4 separate regions of the Mus musculus genome follow, and all the other regions are linked to region 1. The links are chromatin contacts, called in public HiChIP or PLAC-seq, Micro-C and promoter capture Hi-C maps. All regions are on one chromosome and are shown on one strand. The core of a region is the stretch at or near the end of the contact, and the rest is flanking DNA. Distances in the headings are between cores, read along the strand shown.

Evidence for each region. Promoter capture Hi-C pulls out the DNA fragments that hold promoters and counts their contacts. A called contact is a pair of places that touch in the nucleus more often than the background predicts. HiChIP or PLAC-seq counts read pairs in DNA pulled down with a chosen protein or histone mark.
Region 2: an HNF4G HiChIP or PLAC-seq map of pancreatic cancer cells shows a contact between it and region 1. The contact joins the promoter of Lmbr1l here to the promoter of Atf1 in region 1. A contact is called at or near these places in 1 of 39 promoter capture datasets (liver) and 1 of 115 datasets of contacts at active chromatin or transcription factors (pancreatic cancer cells).
Region 3: a contact with region 1 is called in a Micro-C map of embryonic stem cells, with 9 times the contacts expected there. The contact joins the promoter of Spats2 here to the promoter of Atf1 in region 1. A contact is called at or near these places in 1 of 39 promoter capture datasets (cranial neural crest), 1 of 484 Hi-C or Micro-C datasets (embryonic stem cells) and 1 of 9 other capture datasets (liver).
Region 4: a promoter capture Hi-C map of pre-B cells shows a contact between it and region 1. The contact joins the promoter of Soat2 here to the promoter of Atf1 in region 1. A contact is called at or near these places in 3 of 39 promoter capture datasets (hippocampal neurons, liver and pre-B cells).

Annotation. Positions count from the first base shown.
Region 1 is chr15:100,226,064-100,229,387 of GRCm38.p6, forward strand. It overlaps Atf1 (activating transcription factor 1), which reads left to right and starts at 1,796. Exons shown (of 7, transcript NM_007497.3): 1 at 1,796-2,019.
Region 2 is chr15:98,916,452-98,919,934 of GRCm38.p6, forward strand. Lmbr1l (limb region 1 like) reads right to left here and starts at 1,647. Exons shown (of 17, transcript NM_029098.3): 1 at 1,399-1,647. The coding sequence starts at 1,470. Gm41396 (a long non-coding RNA gene) reads left to right here and starts at 1,518. Exons shown (of 5, transcript XR_001781764.2): 1 at 1,518-1,605; 2 at 2,462-2,571.
Region 3 is chr15:99,125,373-99,128,578 of GRCm38.p6, forward strand. Spats2 (spermatogenesis associated, serine-rich 2) reads left to right here and starts at 1,473. Exons shown (of 13, transcript NM_139140.1): 1 at 1,473-1,515.
Region 4 is chr15:102,149,025-102,152,492 of GRCm38.p6, forward strand. It overlaps Soat2 (sterol O-acyltransferase 2), which reads left to right and starts at 1,551. Exons shown (of 15, transcript NM_146064.1): 1 at 1,551-1,688; 2 at 2,082-2,137. The coding sequence starts at 1,610. It overlaps Igfbp6 (insulin-like growth factor binding protein 6), which reads left to right. Exons shown (of 4, transcript NM_008344.3): 4 at 156-488. The coding sequence ends at 278.

The DNA.
Region 1 (3,324 bases), core at 546-3,045:
AAGAGGCAAAGAGCCAAGAGAGATGGCCAAACTGGCAGGATTTTTGGAACTCAGAAGCTGGGGGAAGAGAACTGAAGGCCCTCAGCCTGGGTTTAGGGTAGGGGGTTGGTGTGTGCTAGAGAAGAGCAGATTGTGAGCCTGGCTACCAGCCTGTGCTTTGGCATGCTAACAGACACCACAGTTAGCCATTTGTCCTGGGTTTCTTTGGGACCTGACAGCAACCATTTGTAATTCTAACTCCAGAGGATCCAACGCTCATTTCTGGATTCTGAAGAAACCTGTGCGCATACCATTCCCCATCTGAGACACACAGACACACAAAATTTACAATAATATATTTAAAAAGCAAACACTTGAAAGAAAGGATGAATGTATAGAAGTGTTTGGAGGGGGGAAAGAGCTGGAGAGATGGCTCAGTGGTTAAGAGCACTGACTGCTCTTCCAGAGGTCCTGAGTTCAATTCCCAGCAACCACATGATGGCTCTGTAATGGGATATGATGCTCTCTTCTGGTGTGTCTGAAGACAGCTACATAAAAAATAAATATAGGCCGGGCGTGGTGGCACACGCCTTTAATGCCAGCACTTGGGAGGCAGAGGCAGGCGGATTTCTGAGTTGAAGGCCAGCCTGGTCTACAAAGTGAGTTCCAGGACAGCCAGGGCTATACAGAGAAACCCTGTCTTGAAAAACCAAATATATATTTATATGTGTGTACACACACACACACACACACACACACACACATATATATATCTTTAAAAGAAAAAATAAAGGTTTGGAGGGAGGAAAAGAGAGAAATGATAATATAATCTCAAAAAAAGGACCCCTTTTAAAAACACTATGGGTGATGGAATGACTGCTGCTGGCCTGTTGTTCAGGCCAGGCTGGTATCTGCAAGCTTTCCCCCGACCTTACTTTGTAGGTCACTTTCCATAATGTTGAGACTCTGACTTAGTGTTGTACTTTCCATAGTTTTTTAAGACAGGCTTTCTTTGTATAGCCTTGCCGGGCCTGGAACTTTCTATGAAGATAAGAGATAGCACTGTGCCTGCCAACCCAAAGTGCTGGGGTCAGAGGCACAGCTGACCACGCCTGGCAATTTCCATAAATTTGATAGCGACTCCAGAGAGGTTGGGTAACTAGCCTAATCAGTCAAAACCCGAGTACTTCTATTTAAAGGTAGTCATCGGCCTTAGCTTTATTGGGCAATATTTGCTGAATCACGGTGCCTGGAGTCTAATAAGCCCTTCTAAACGCTTCAGTTTTACATCACATCGTATGTTCTGAAGGCTCAAAACCAAAGTCTTCACTCACCCAGTTATTAGGAGGGAAGGTGTCAAATACAACTTCTCAAAACATTTGATAATGCACTTTGTAGAGGGCATGCTAAAAACAAGCAAGCGAGCGAGCAAACCGCTATGATGCCCTAGCAGAACCTTGCCAAGGCTGAGATAAAGGCATCTGTATGAAGGTCAACTCCCCACAAGGACATGCTAAGTCCTTTCCGAAGCACTAAGATGGCAGCGCAAGGTTTTACAGTTACTTAAACAGAGCAGGTAGCCGAGGGTCAGCTGTCCCGCCCGCGAGAGAGGGAGGTCAGGACCCCGCGCCATTGCCCCAAGATCCCCGGAGCTCCCCCAGCGTCCCCGTGGCGGCCCGCGCGCTCCCGAGCTCGCCAAGATGGCGGCGCTCACGTGACCACGCGGTGACGCAGCACGCCGGCGCGCAGGCCACGCCCCTCCCCACGCTCCCGCGCACTCCTCGGCCGCCCCCCCCCCCCCCCCCAGCCCCGGCCCCCGGCCTGTGCGGATCATGCCGCCTGCGACGCCCCTCGCGGCCGGGAAACGGTAGCCGCGACGGTTGGCTCTCGAGTTACGCTCTCCTCCCGCACCCCGCCGACCCCTGGGACGCGCGCCACCTCGCTGCGGTGCGCGGCTGGCAAGTGAGGAGTAAAGTCGGCGCCGCCTGGGACGGGGGAGTGGAGCTTCCTGCCCCGGGCAGCGGCCAGGCGGCCCCGCGGGTGAGTGGGGCGCGGCGGAGCGCGAGGCGGCCCGGGCGGGAAGGCGGCGCCGGCGGGGACGCAATGGCGGCCACGCGCCGGCCGGGGGTCGCGCGCGGCTCGGCGGGCGGTGGGGGAGGGGCGCGGTGGGGGTGGGGCCGGCCGCGCGCTTCCGGTCGCGCGCGTCCCGAGCGCCCGGGCGTTAGGCTCCCCTCGCCTCCGCGGGGCGCGTTGGGAGAGGCGCCCCGGGCCTCCCGCGCTCCTTGGCTCGGCCCGCGCCGCATGGAGGCGGGAAGAAAAGCCGAGCGGCGGCCTCCGGCAGGCTGCAGACGCCGCGGCCTTGGGCTCCCGCCTCCATGACTGGGAAAACCGAGGCAACCCGCCCTGTGGCGGGGCACGGCGTTCCTCTCCTTCCGGGAGTCTCGCCGCTGGCCGCCTAAGTTATGATAGAAACTTAAAAGAGTCTCGGTAGCCGCCTTTTCTTTTTGAGACGGGATTTGTTGCGAAGAGTTCATGGTGCAGGACTTCCAGACGCGGTCGCCGGGTCCGGTTTATTATAGCGTTTTTAGTTTTGCCTGAGACAGGGCTTACCAAACTGGCCTTAAATAAATTTATATATACATACACACACACATACATACATACATACATACATACATAGTCCAGGTTGGCTTCGAACACGGCTTATGTTAGGATTTTTTGTTTGTTTTTTTGTTTTTCTTATATGAGTACACTGTAGCTGTCTTCAGACACTCCAGAAGAGGGAGTCAGATCTCATTACAGATGGTTGTGAGCCACCATGTGGTTGCTGGGAATTGAACTCAGACCTCTGGAAGAGCAGTCAGTGCTCTTAACTGTTGAGCCATTTCTCCAGACCTTCAACATCTTTTTCAAGGAAGGAAGCTAAGACGCCTTTTCCTCACTCACCAGCTGAGAAGTCTCTGTACTTGATATTTATTGATATTTACTGTTCACTCGTGACAGTCTGCTGGTCACTGAGCACACTTTACTGCAGACAGGCACTGCCTTTAGAGAGCTTAAAGCTGGGAGAAACAGGCAGGCTAGTAAACATAGCTGTTAAGTAATTCAGAGATAACGAGCCAGGCAAGACAAATGTATTAAAATAGGACCTGATCCAGGCGTAGTGGCACAAGCCTTTAACCCCAGCTCAGGCGGCAGAGGCTCTAAAGACCAAACCAACCTCCTACCCCTCACCCAGGAAGGAAAGAAAACCACAGGACTTGGTACAGTAAGGAATGGCAGTAAGAGGTATTGCTGGGCCAGGAATGGTGGTGGACACAGCCTAGCTTCTGGGTTTTTGCATCC
Region 2 (3,483 bases), core at 397-2,896, 1.3 Mb before region 1:
TCACTTGCCCCTGGCTGGAGCTGATGTCCTAAGCTAATGGCTTAGGAGGCAGAAACACATACTGAGCAGTTTCTTCGGCCTCATCCCTCCAGGTGGTCAGTATCTTATAAGGCCTGGATGTGCCCCCCCCTGGCCCCCCACCGTGATATGCCCAATCCCCAATGTGTACCTCTCCCAAGGAACACAGAAGAGATGCTACCCGACTCTTATCCTGGGGCTAGATACTCGTATGCCCTCATTGGTAAGGGCAGACCTAGTCCCCTTTACCGTTTCTTCAATCTAAGCATGCCAAGGGGTAGCCTAAAGCTCAGCCTGAGAAAAATGAAGAAAGACACCATCTGAGCCCTCCCCTTTATTCAGTAAGATCTCCTTCCACTCCTCCAAACCCTTCCCTTTTCATTTAGTATGTGCAGAGCTCTCTGGGAAAACAAAACAAAATAAAACAAAAAAACCCAGCAGACAAAGAGATTATCATTCAAAGCAGGCCCAAGGAAAATAGATTTCCCTAAGTCCCACGGGTGCTCCTACCCTAGAGTAGTACACTGCCGTATGGAAAGTTCAACTGCAATTCTAGATTAATGCTTAAAGAATAAGAAATACAGGCTAGATGCGCTCAGGATCACTGCGGACCCGGGACCCTCCCACCCCCACCCCACCCCACCCCACCCCACCCACACATGAGAACTCACACGGGATGGCTGGAAACCCAGTCTGAGTGTCAAACAAATTATCCGGAAGTCGTGCGGGGTGTGTGTCATTGTATTGGCTTGTGTTTGGCATGCTGCATGCCAGAGGCCCAGGATTCAATCACAGAAGGAATGAAAACAACCACTACTACAGGGGAGAGAAAACAGGCGGGGAAACCTCGGTGTTCCTCCATCTCCACTTCTTACAACCCCATCTCGTCGGACAGGACTTCTTTCTTCCTTAGTGGGAGGACCCACTACAGCTCCCACTTTTCCTTCGCCCCTCGCGCCACCATCGCATGTCCCCGGTTAACTGCTCAATGTGACCGAGTCTCCCTTCATTTCAACATCAACCATGGTTGCCCTTCATCTACTTTTAAGGGGGAACACGCACACTAACTTGTCCCGAAGCAAATCCATCCTTTTCCAGAGGATCAAACGCTCCACACTAGAGGACCCCCATCGCCAGGAACGCCCACGGGGGTGGAGTAGAAGGGGCGGGGGGAGGGGCGAGCGGCCGAGGAACGGAAACCCGGCGGCTTTGTTTACGGCTCAGGGACCCAGCCGACCCGACCGGGAGTTCACCGGCCCGGCCCCGGCGCTCGCAGGGGTCGAGGTGCTCCGGAGCCCAGGCAGCTGGACTTCCCGTCTCCATCGCGGCGCGCCCCTCCCACCTCGGCCCGGCCCCTTCCCGCCCAGGTCCCGGACTCACGATGCACTCGCGGACCCTGTCGTGGAACAGCTGTTCTCGCACGGATAGCACTTCGTAGTCAGCTGCTTCCATACTCTGCTCAGCATGACTGGGGCGGGGGTGTCTCCGGGCCCGGGGAGGACGAGCGGGGATGAGGCCGCCGCCGCCCGCCAAGCACCCGGACCCAGCCTAAGCGCCTCTCCTCGCTGCCCGTGACGGAAACTCAAGGTAATCTGGGGCTCAGATTCTGCGGTCGGACGCCCCGCCCTTAAAGGGGCAGGCCCCAGCCCGCCTAGTCTTAAAGGGCTCGGGTCCCCCTCGGTCCCCTCCCCTTTAAGGTGGGGTCACTCGCAAGCACGTTTCAACGCAAGTACCCGCCGCCCGGCTACGCGGAAGTGCCAGGCTTGGTGCCCAGTGACGACACAAGGCCTGGGCGGGTTTCTTCAGAGGAGCGGAACTTACTGGTTCCTCGTAGACTGTCGGTCATCGCTAGGAGTGCGCTGATAGGACATTCTGGGAAAGGAGGCGGGATGTTTTTGGCCTGTCGAAGCTGTTCTAAAACTAAGAGTCCTTGTGGTCCACGGCTGAGATGTGAGGGTTGGTTCCAGGATGTGTATCCGTCAGGATTTTAGTTTAAACGAATAAGGTTGGGATCAGGTCAGCCCGTCGAGAAGATGTAAGCACCACGGGGTCTTCTGAAGGGACGGCTGCCTGTAACCCAAAGGTCCATAGCGTTTTCTTTTCTTTTTCTTTATTTTTATTTTTGGTTTTTCGAGATAGGGTTTCTCTGTGTAGCCCTGGCTGTCCTGGATCTCACTCTGTAGACCAGGCTGGTCTCGAACTCAGAAATCCGCCTGCCTCTGCCTCCCAAGTGCTGGGATTAGTGGCTTGTGCCACCACTGCCCGATGCGTTTTTTTATTTGTTATTGGAGTTTCCCTGCCACTCCAGACAGCTTTCACACAGTTATTTTTGTGGAAGGCCTAGGGTATTAGAGAACAAATAGTTAAAAAACAAACCACAACAAAAACAAAAAAACAGGAGACTTTTTAAAAATGTCATGAAACTTTTGTTTTGTTGAGACAGGTCTTGCGATGCAAACCAGGCTACCCTTGAATTCTCAGCTTCCTAGTTGATTGCATGTATTACCAGGCCCAGGCTATCCCGAAACTGAGGAAATATCCCAGGGAATATTGGTGAGTGGGTTGAGTAAAACATTAACTCCCAAACATTAACTCCCTGCTATGTGCTGTTCTCTTTATAGCCTTTATCTAATTTTAATGTTTTAACATTTTAACGTTTTAACGTTTTAATTTGAAACTAGAAAATAGAGGTTGGCCCAGTCCTACTTTGAGATTCAGAAACCATCTGGGCATTGTGGCACACGTCTTTTAATTCAGCACTAGGAAGGCAGAAGCAGGTGGATCTATAAATTCATGGCCAGTCTGCCCTTTACATAATGTTTTAGGACAACCAGAGTAACATGGTGAGAATTTGTCTCAAAAACAAAATAAATACATCCCGTGTATACATTTATGTTTATATAGTTGGCCCTCTGCATTGTTGGGTTCTACATCTGTGGGTTCAGCTAATCTCAAACACAAAGCAAAAACCATTTGGGAGGGGTAGCTATAGAGATGGCTCAGTTGGTAACAGGAGAAGGACCTAAGTTCCATTCCTAGCACCCACAATTAATGAGTAGTGCAGGCTGGTGAACCCGGGGAGGTGTGGACGGGAGGATCCCTAGGGTCTGCTGACTAGACTAGTCAGCGAACCCTATTCATGTAGCCCCAAGTCCTAATGAGAGACCAAGTCTAAAAACACATCTGGGATACAAAGAGAGACCCTGCTTCAAAATACAACAGCAAAATACATCTAGGGCTGGGAATGTTACACAGTGATAAAGAACTTAGCATGAGCAAGACCTTGGATTTGATTCCCAACACCATGAAAAAAAGTCTTGGGAACAAAATTATGTCTGTACTGAACATGTGCAGATTTTGTGTTCTTGCTGGTATACCCTAAATTTTGTTTTGTTTTTTGTTTTTTGAGACAGGGTTTCTCTGTGTAGCCCTGGCTGTCCTGGAACTCACTCTGTAGACCAGGCT
Region 3 (3,206 bases), core at 223-2,722, 1.1 Mb before region 1:
GAACAAGGATCCGATGAAGACATCTGACTTGGCAGACACATACTGTCCCATGGTCAATTATATGATCTAAGACTGGAGTGATAAAACATATGGATATACTGTGCTCTGCCTGTAGCACACATCTATAAGCACGCACTTGAGGTGGTTCTGACTATTCAAAGCCCCTTTGCTTGGCTTCAAAGGAAGTGAGAAGTAGATGGTGATGAATATTTTCAGTGATGATTTAGTCGAAAACTCAGCCTCTACCAGGCGTATCCAACCTTTTGATATTGTGACATGATTGTCTTCCACAAAGTTCACTATTTAGATTTTAAAAATAACCGCCAAAACAGGTCTCATATTTAAGTTCCTTGGCTTGAATGTGGTTGGACATGCCCTTCCTAACCTCTCTCTCCTGATCAGAACCGGTAAGACACTAACTCAAAAGATACATCAATACTAGCGATGATCTGGCTCTGGAGAGGCTGGAGATTTCGAGCCCTGATTACGAAGTTAGGTATTTAACAGAAAGATTCGACAACAGCCCTTCCTAATCACAGCCACGTAGAGGGATGCAGGAAGTGTGAGGTCGTTCGCTCGCACATCCTCTCTCCAGAACCTCTCCCATCAGGCTGGGTGGCCAGGTGGCTCTGAAATAACCTTTAGGAGCAGAAGGTAGGTCCGGAGGCGGGCAAAGTTAAAGGGAGTGAGCGGCTGAATTGTTCCCTGCTAGAGAGGGCGGACGTGCCTGCAGACCTGGAGCGAAAGGCTCTAGGATCCCATTGGGAATCTTCGGCCACCTCCGGTGAGTTTCGGCTCTTTCCGTCAGTTCCCGCTCGGCTCGTCACTTAGGGGCACGCTGGCGCCCACTCCTAGCCCGGCCGCTTTAGGTCGCCTTTCCCGCACGCGGACGCGAGTACGCGCCCTGCTCGTCTCGCCGCCGTTCCTTCCCGTTTGGCCCCTGACCCGCTCCTTCAACCCCTCAGTGAATTAATTCCCCGTCTCCCGCAACTCAGGCGCGCGAACCCCGCGCGAAGGGAGAGCGCCTGAGAGGAGCGGTAACCCGGCCGCGCGCCCCGGTCCCCTCGGCTCCGGTCTCCCGCGTGCGGCGCATCGGGGTCGCGCCGGCGCGAGCGCGCGCCCTGCGCTCCGGCTGGCGGGGGGCGCATGCACGAGTACGAGCGCGCGCGCACGCGCGGGCTCCGAGGCGGGGCGAGAGGGGCGAGCGGCGGCGCGAGTGCGGGCGGACGAGGGTCGCTGTGGATCCGCGGGCACTCCGGCCCCAGCCGCGCCTGCGAGGCTCTGCCGGCCGCCCGGCGGACGAGGGACGCGGGGAAGGCGGCGGTGGGGGCGGGGCGGCTCGGCGTCGGGCCTCGGGCGAGCTGGGGGAGGAGCGCGGCAGCGACGGCGGCGGCTCCCGAGGACGAGGGCGAGGAGGAGGCGGAGGCTCTTCTTTCCTCATCCCAGACCCGGGAGCGTCCGGAACGCAGAGCCCGGAACTGGGGGGACGCGGCGGCTGCAGGGAGCCCGGGCTAGGTAAGGCTGGGGGTGTTGGGTGAAGTGGGTGGCGGGGGCGAGAGGGGCCGGAGGTGGAGGGAGGGCTCGAGGAAGGGGAAAGAGGGAAGGGGCAGTTGTTGGGGGTTGGGGTACCGAGAGGAGGGGGACCGGGAGCCCTTTGGTTCCCGCAGTGTGGAGAGGGCCGCGGGTTTCTGGGGTTAAAGGGGCGAGCGAAGCACACGGGTCCGAGTTGGGGAGTTTCCAGAGGATAGGCCGGAGAAACAATGGAGTGAGGGGGACTCTGGCGAGAGCGTGTGTGCGGTCCTAGATTTCAGAAACTACGTGCGGGATCGGAAAGAATGAAATAATGGGTCGATTGAAATGTGAAGTACGGCGAGATGGGCATGTGTAAAGTCTTCTGCATTGTGTCAGGACGCAAGTGCCATCATGGGACTTAAAGGGTAGAAGGACAATTTCGGAATTTGAGAGGAAACCGGACTAGAAAAGGCAAAGAGAGGCAAAGAAATACGAGTTTGGTTTTGAATTAAACCAGAGCCTAGGATAGAGGTGCACTAGAGGGTCTTCGTCTCCTAATTCATCCAAGATGATTCTATTTTTTTTTTTTTTTAGGGAGTGGGTTAGTCTTGGCCCCTTGCTAAGGCATGCAAGCCCTTCTCCCAGTAATTTTATTATTATTATTTATAGTTCATTTTGTTGTAAGGCAAAACTGTAATATTTATTCTCGATCAGCTCAGCAGACTACTGTATATAATTTCTCCGTATTTATTGAAGCAAGAGAGAACACACTGCCGGCAGTACTCTACCATGAGCGAGGTCAGCGATACTGCGGAGTTGAAGATGTTTGGTTTGAAAAGTAATGAATAACTGTGATTTTTTTTTTCTTTTTAAATTTAAGTTGTCTGTCCTTTGTTGGAATTTTTGTTTCCCATTGAGAAATGTTCCGGCTTGAAAAAAAAATGTTCATAAACCTTCTAATTCTGGTTTTGTGCTTGGGGGAAGAGAGTTTCGGTTTTTTGTTTTTAGAAATTGTTCAGGGATGCTGATTCCTAGTGGTCAAACTGCCTCCACATTCTCGTATTTTTGAGTTAAGGTGGTTTGGGAGTCCTGTGAATAAGTATTTCAGGGTTATGGACTTTGCATTCCACCCCCCCCCCCAGACTCCCCCCTTGGGGGTGGTCTTAGTCTTTATCAGTAACCTAGGCTGGCTTGTGACCTATTGTGTAACCCCAGTTAGCCTTTGAAGTAAAGTTCTTTTGCCTCAGACTCCCAGCTGCTGGGATTACAGCTGTGAGGCTGGGCCTGTATCTTCTTTATACTTTAATTTCCAGGCCAAATTTGATACAGCACTGACTGGAAGATCACTGATTCTGAAGCTATTATTATCATTATGCATTCATAGATGTGTGCGTTAAGCTTTTCATTGGTGAGACGTGAAGTTTTGCTGACTCATCTAAACTAAAATTTCTGGGCAGTCATCCGTTTATAGTTTTCAGCTGTGTTTCTGATAGCGGGCAGCATTAGGCCACCTTCTAAATATCAAAAAAAATCATGACCTAAAATGTACCTTTAAAAATTCTTACTTATAGCCTGATGGTGGCCATGCATGCTTTTAATCCCAGCACTCAGGAGGCAGAAGCAGGCAGATCTCTGTGAGTTCGAGGCCAGCCTGGTTTACAAAATGAATTCCAGGACAGCCAGGGCCGTGCACA
Region 4 (3,468 bases), core at 301-2,800, 1.9 Mb after region 1:
AGTGATGTTGGGCTGTTGACAGAAACTGCATTTTGAAAGCTATTGCTCTGGCCTAGCAGAGTGGGCCCTATTCAGTAGGTAAAGCAACTAAGAGCTCTCAGATGCTTTCCTGCTCAAAGCCTGGACCTCACCCTGACCTGCACCTCTCTCCCCAGTGTCGTTCCTCGCAGGGGAATCGCCGTGGCCCCTGCTGGTGTGTGGATCCGATGGGCCAGCCTTTGCCAGTGTCTCCAGATGGTCAAGGAAGCACTCAGTGCTCTGCCAGGAGCAGTGGGTGAAGCCCCGAGGGAGCCTCCAGGACGCCAGCAGGAACAGGGGGCTGTCATTTGAGCTGTATGTGAAGCAATGAATAACTCTGTGCCCCAAGACCCACCTTCACGCCCCACCCCATTGTCCCTGTCACCCTTGGGCCTTTACACAGCTAGTTAGAAAGATTGCTGTTGGCTTGTGTACTAATAAAACAGTATTGGGGGGGTGTCTCTGGCTTACGTCTCTGCGTCTGTCTCATTCAGATCTGGGGCCTCGTGCTCACTGTCTCCCATTGGTCATAGTGTTTCTACCTTCCCTGCAGAGCACAGCCAGCCTCTTCCATTGCCCTTGGAATACAGTAGACTGCCACTGCCACAGGCAGCAAGCCCTTTCTTTATCCTCACCCGGATACCCACCCGGAGCTCCCTTGTGGGACTGACTGAGATCCTGGCCTCAGTCCGAGATCACAGTGATTACAATCTTGCTTCTATCACTGACCTCTGGACTGATGGAGGAGGAGGATTAATAGTTAATCCCCAGCAGGAATTTGCCAAAGTGGAACTCCCAAGGCACTCACCTGCCCTACTGCCTACCAGAAAGAAACAAATGTGCTCAGGCTCTGTATGGTTTATCCAGACTACCTCCAGACTACCTTATTTGTGCTGGCAATCACCTGATGACGTAGGGACATTTTGTCCCATAATTTTTTTTTTTTTTCAGAAGAAGCTTAAAAAGTTTGGTCCACTTTCCTGAAGTTACATAGGTAGGCAAGGCAACCCCTGGCGCTATTTACTGTTGAATAAGTGTGTGTCTGCCCTTTCTGCTTATGTGGTAACCCAAGGTGTAGGGAAGAGCTGACACTGAGGGGCCTCGACCATCACACATGACACAAATAGAGCTCCTGACAAAAATATTGTTGCACACACATGTCACTACAGGCCTCATCCTGTGCCCTCAGAAAAATGACTACAAGGTACACGAAGATGTTTCTGGTCCCTCCCTGACCTTCAGTCTTGGTAGAGAGAGCCAGGAAGAGCCAAGCTATGTGATAAGCCTCGGGGAAGCAAAGTCCCCCTCACAACCTGATGCACAGACTCACTCCCGAAAGTGAAATAGCAATAGCGTGAAGCTGATCATAGTGGTTGTGGTGAGAGAGCTGTGAAAGCCACAGGCAGGGCCAGAGTATGAGAAACACTGCCTGCAGATAACCTATCTAACCCTCAACGGGGCTCCGGAAAGGACTTTAGTCCCTGGAGTTGTCAGATCTCTGAGTGGGACACAAGCTCTGTAGGTAGATTGAGAAAGAAAGAAAGGAAGAAGACAGACAACAGCTGTGTGCTGTCCGCTCTACACTGGCACCATGCAGCCAAAGGTGCCCCAGCTTCGGAGGAGAGAAGGGCTGGGAGAGGAGCAGGAGAAGGGAGCCCGTGGAGGAGAAGGTGAGCCGCCCTCCCATCCCCCACGCTCCAGACACTCAGGCGGGCCTGAGATGGGTGTGTGTAAGAGCTAGCCGCTAAGGCCACTTCCTTTCCTCTGGCTGTTCTGGGAAGCCAGAGAAGGCAGTTTCTGCCCTTTTCCCCCCAGCACGCGGACTGGCAATGGAGAAATGTTCAGAGCGTGGTTTGGCCTTCATTAGGGGTGAATGGAGTACTTCCTTGTTTTGGGTCCCCTGTTTCCAGCAATTGCATCAGGCTCTTTCTCGCCACTGTGTGTGTCACTTCCCTGGCTAGTGGCTCTACCCACGATTCTAAATATTGACTGGGAACGGAGGCTGTGAGCACACAGAACACCTAACTCCTCCCTAGTGAGTCCCCTTTGGTTCTTCCTCCTAGGGAACGCAAGGACACACGGAACCCCAGACTTGGTGCAATGGACTCGACATATGGAGGTGAGGGATCACGGCAGTCATAAAGGACAGGCTGGGGATGTGGCTAAACTTGTAGAGTGCCAATCTACCTGATGCGCAGCACCACATAAAACTGGTGTGATGGCAACTGGTGTGATGGCAACTGGTGTGATGGCATACAGCTGTAATCCTAGCACTTGGGAAGTAGAGACCAGGTGATCCGTAGTTTGAGGTCACCCTTGGCCACACAATAACATCCAAACCAGATTGGGCTACAGAAAACCCTGTCTAAGAAATAAAAAGTAGCCAAGGCAGTTGTGGTACATGCCTTTAATCCTAGCACTTGGGAGACAGAGGCAGGCCTGGTCTACAGAGTGAGTTCCAGGACAGCCAGGGCGACACAGAGAAACCCTGTCTCAACAAACAAACAAACAAACAAACCCCCCCAATCATTATTTATCTAAGATTTATTTATTTATTTATTTATTTATTTATTTATTTATTTAATGTATATGATACACTGTAGCTGTCTTCAGACACACCAGAAGAGGGCATCAGATTCCATTACAGATGGTTGTGAGCCACTGCTGGGAATTGAACTCAGGACCTCTGGAAGAGCAGTCAGTGCTCTTAACCACTGAGCCATCTCTCTAGCCCTATTATTATTATTATTATTATTAGTAGTAGTAGTAGTAGTAGTACTGTGTCTATGTGTGTCTGTCTGTGTGTGTCTGTGCATTCCTCTGTGTGCATCTGTGTATCTCTCTGCGTGTGTGTGTGTGTGTCTGTGTGTATATGTCTGTGTGTGTCTGTATGCGTGTATCTGTCTCTGTGTGTGTCTGTATGTGTGTATCTGTCTGTGTGTGTGTATGTCTGTGTGTATCTGTGTGTCTGTATATGTCTGTGTAATTTTTAGAAGTCAGCTCTCTCCTTCCACTGTGAGTTCATGATCAAAATCAAGTCACAAGGTTTACATAGTAAATTATTTTACCCACTGGAATATCTTAGCAGCCGCAGCTTTTGTATAAATATTCAAAAACCTCACTTAAATTGTCTGGTAACATTGTTTGGATAATGCCAACCTAGATTTCTTTCCCCTATCCACAATTTTTTTTCAATTTTTATTAGATATTTTTTCATTTACATTTCAGATGCTATCCTGAAAGTCCCCTATACCCTCCCCCTGCCCTGCTCCCCCACCCACCCACTCCCACTTCTTGGCCCTGGCGTTCCCCACACACACACACTTAAGATAAATAATCTGTTAGGTTTGCTTACAACTATAAATTAAAAAGAACTGGGCTTGAGCCGGGTGTGGTGGCGCATGCCTTTAATCCCAGCACTTGGGAAGCAGAGGCAGAGGCAGGTGGATT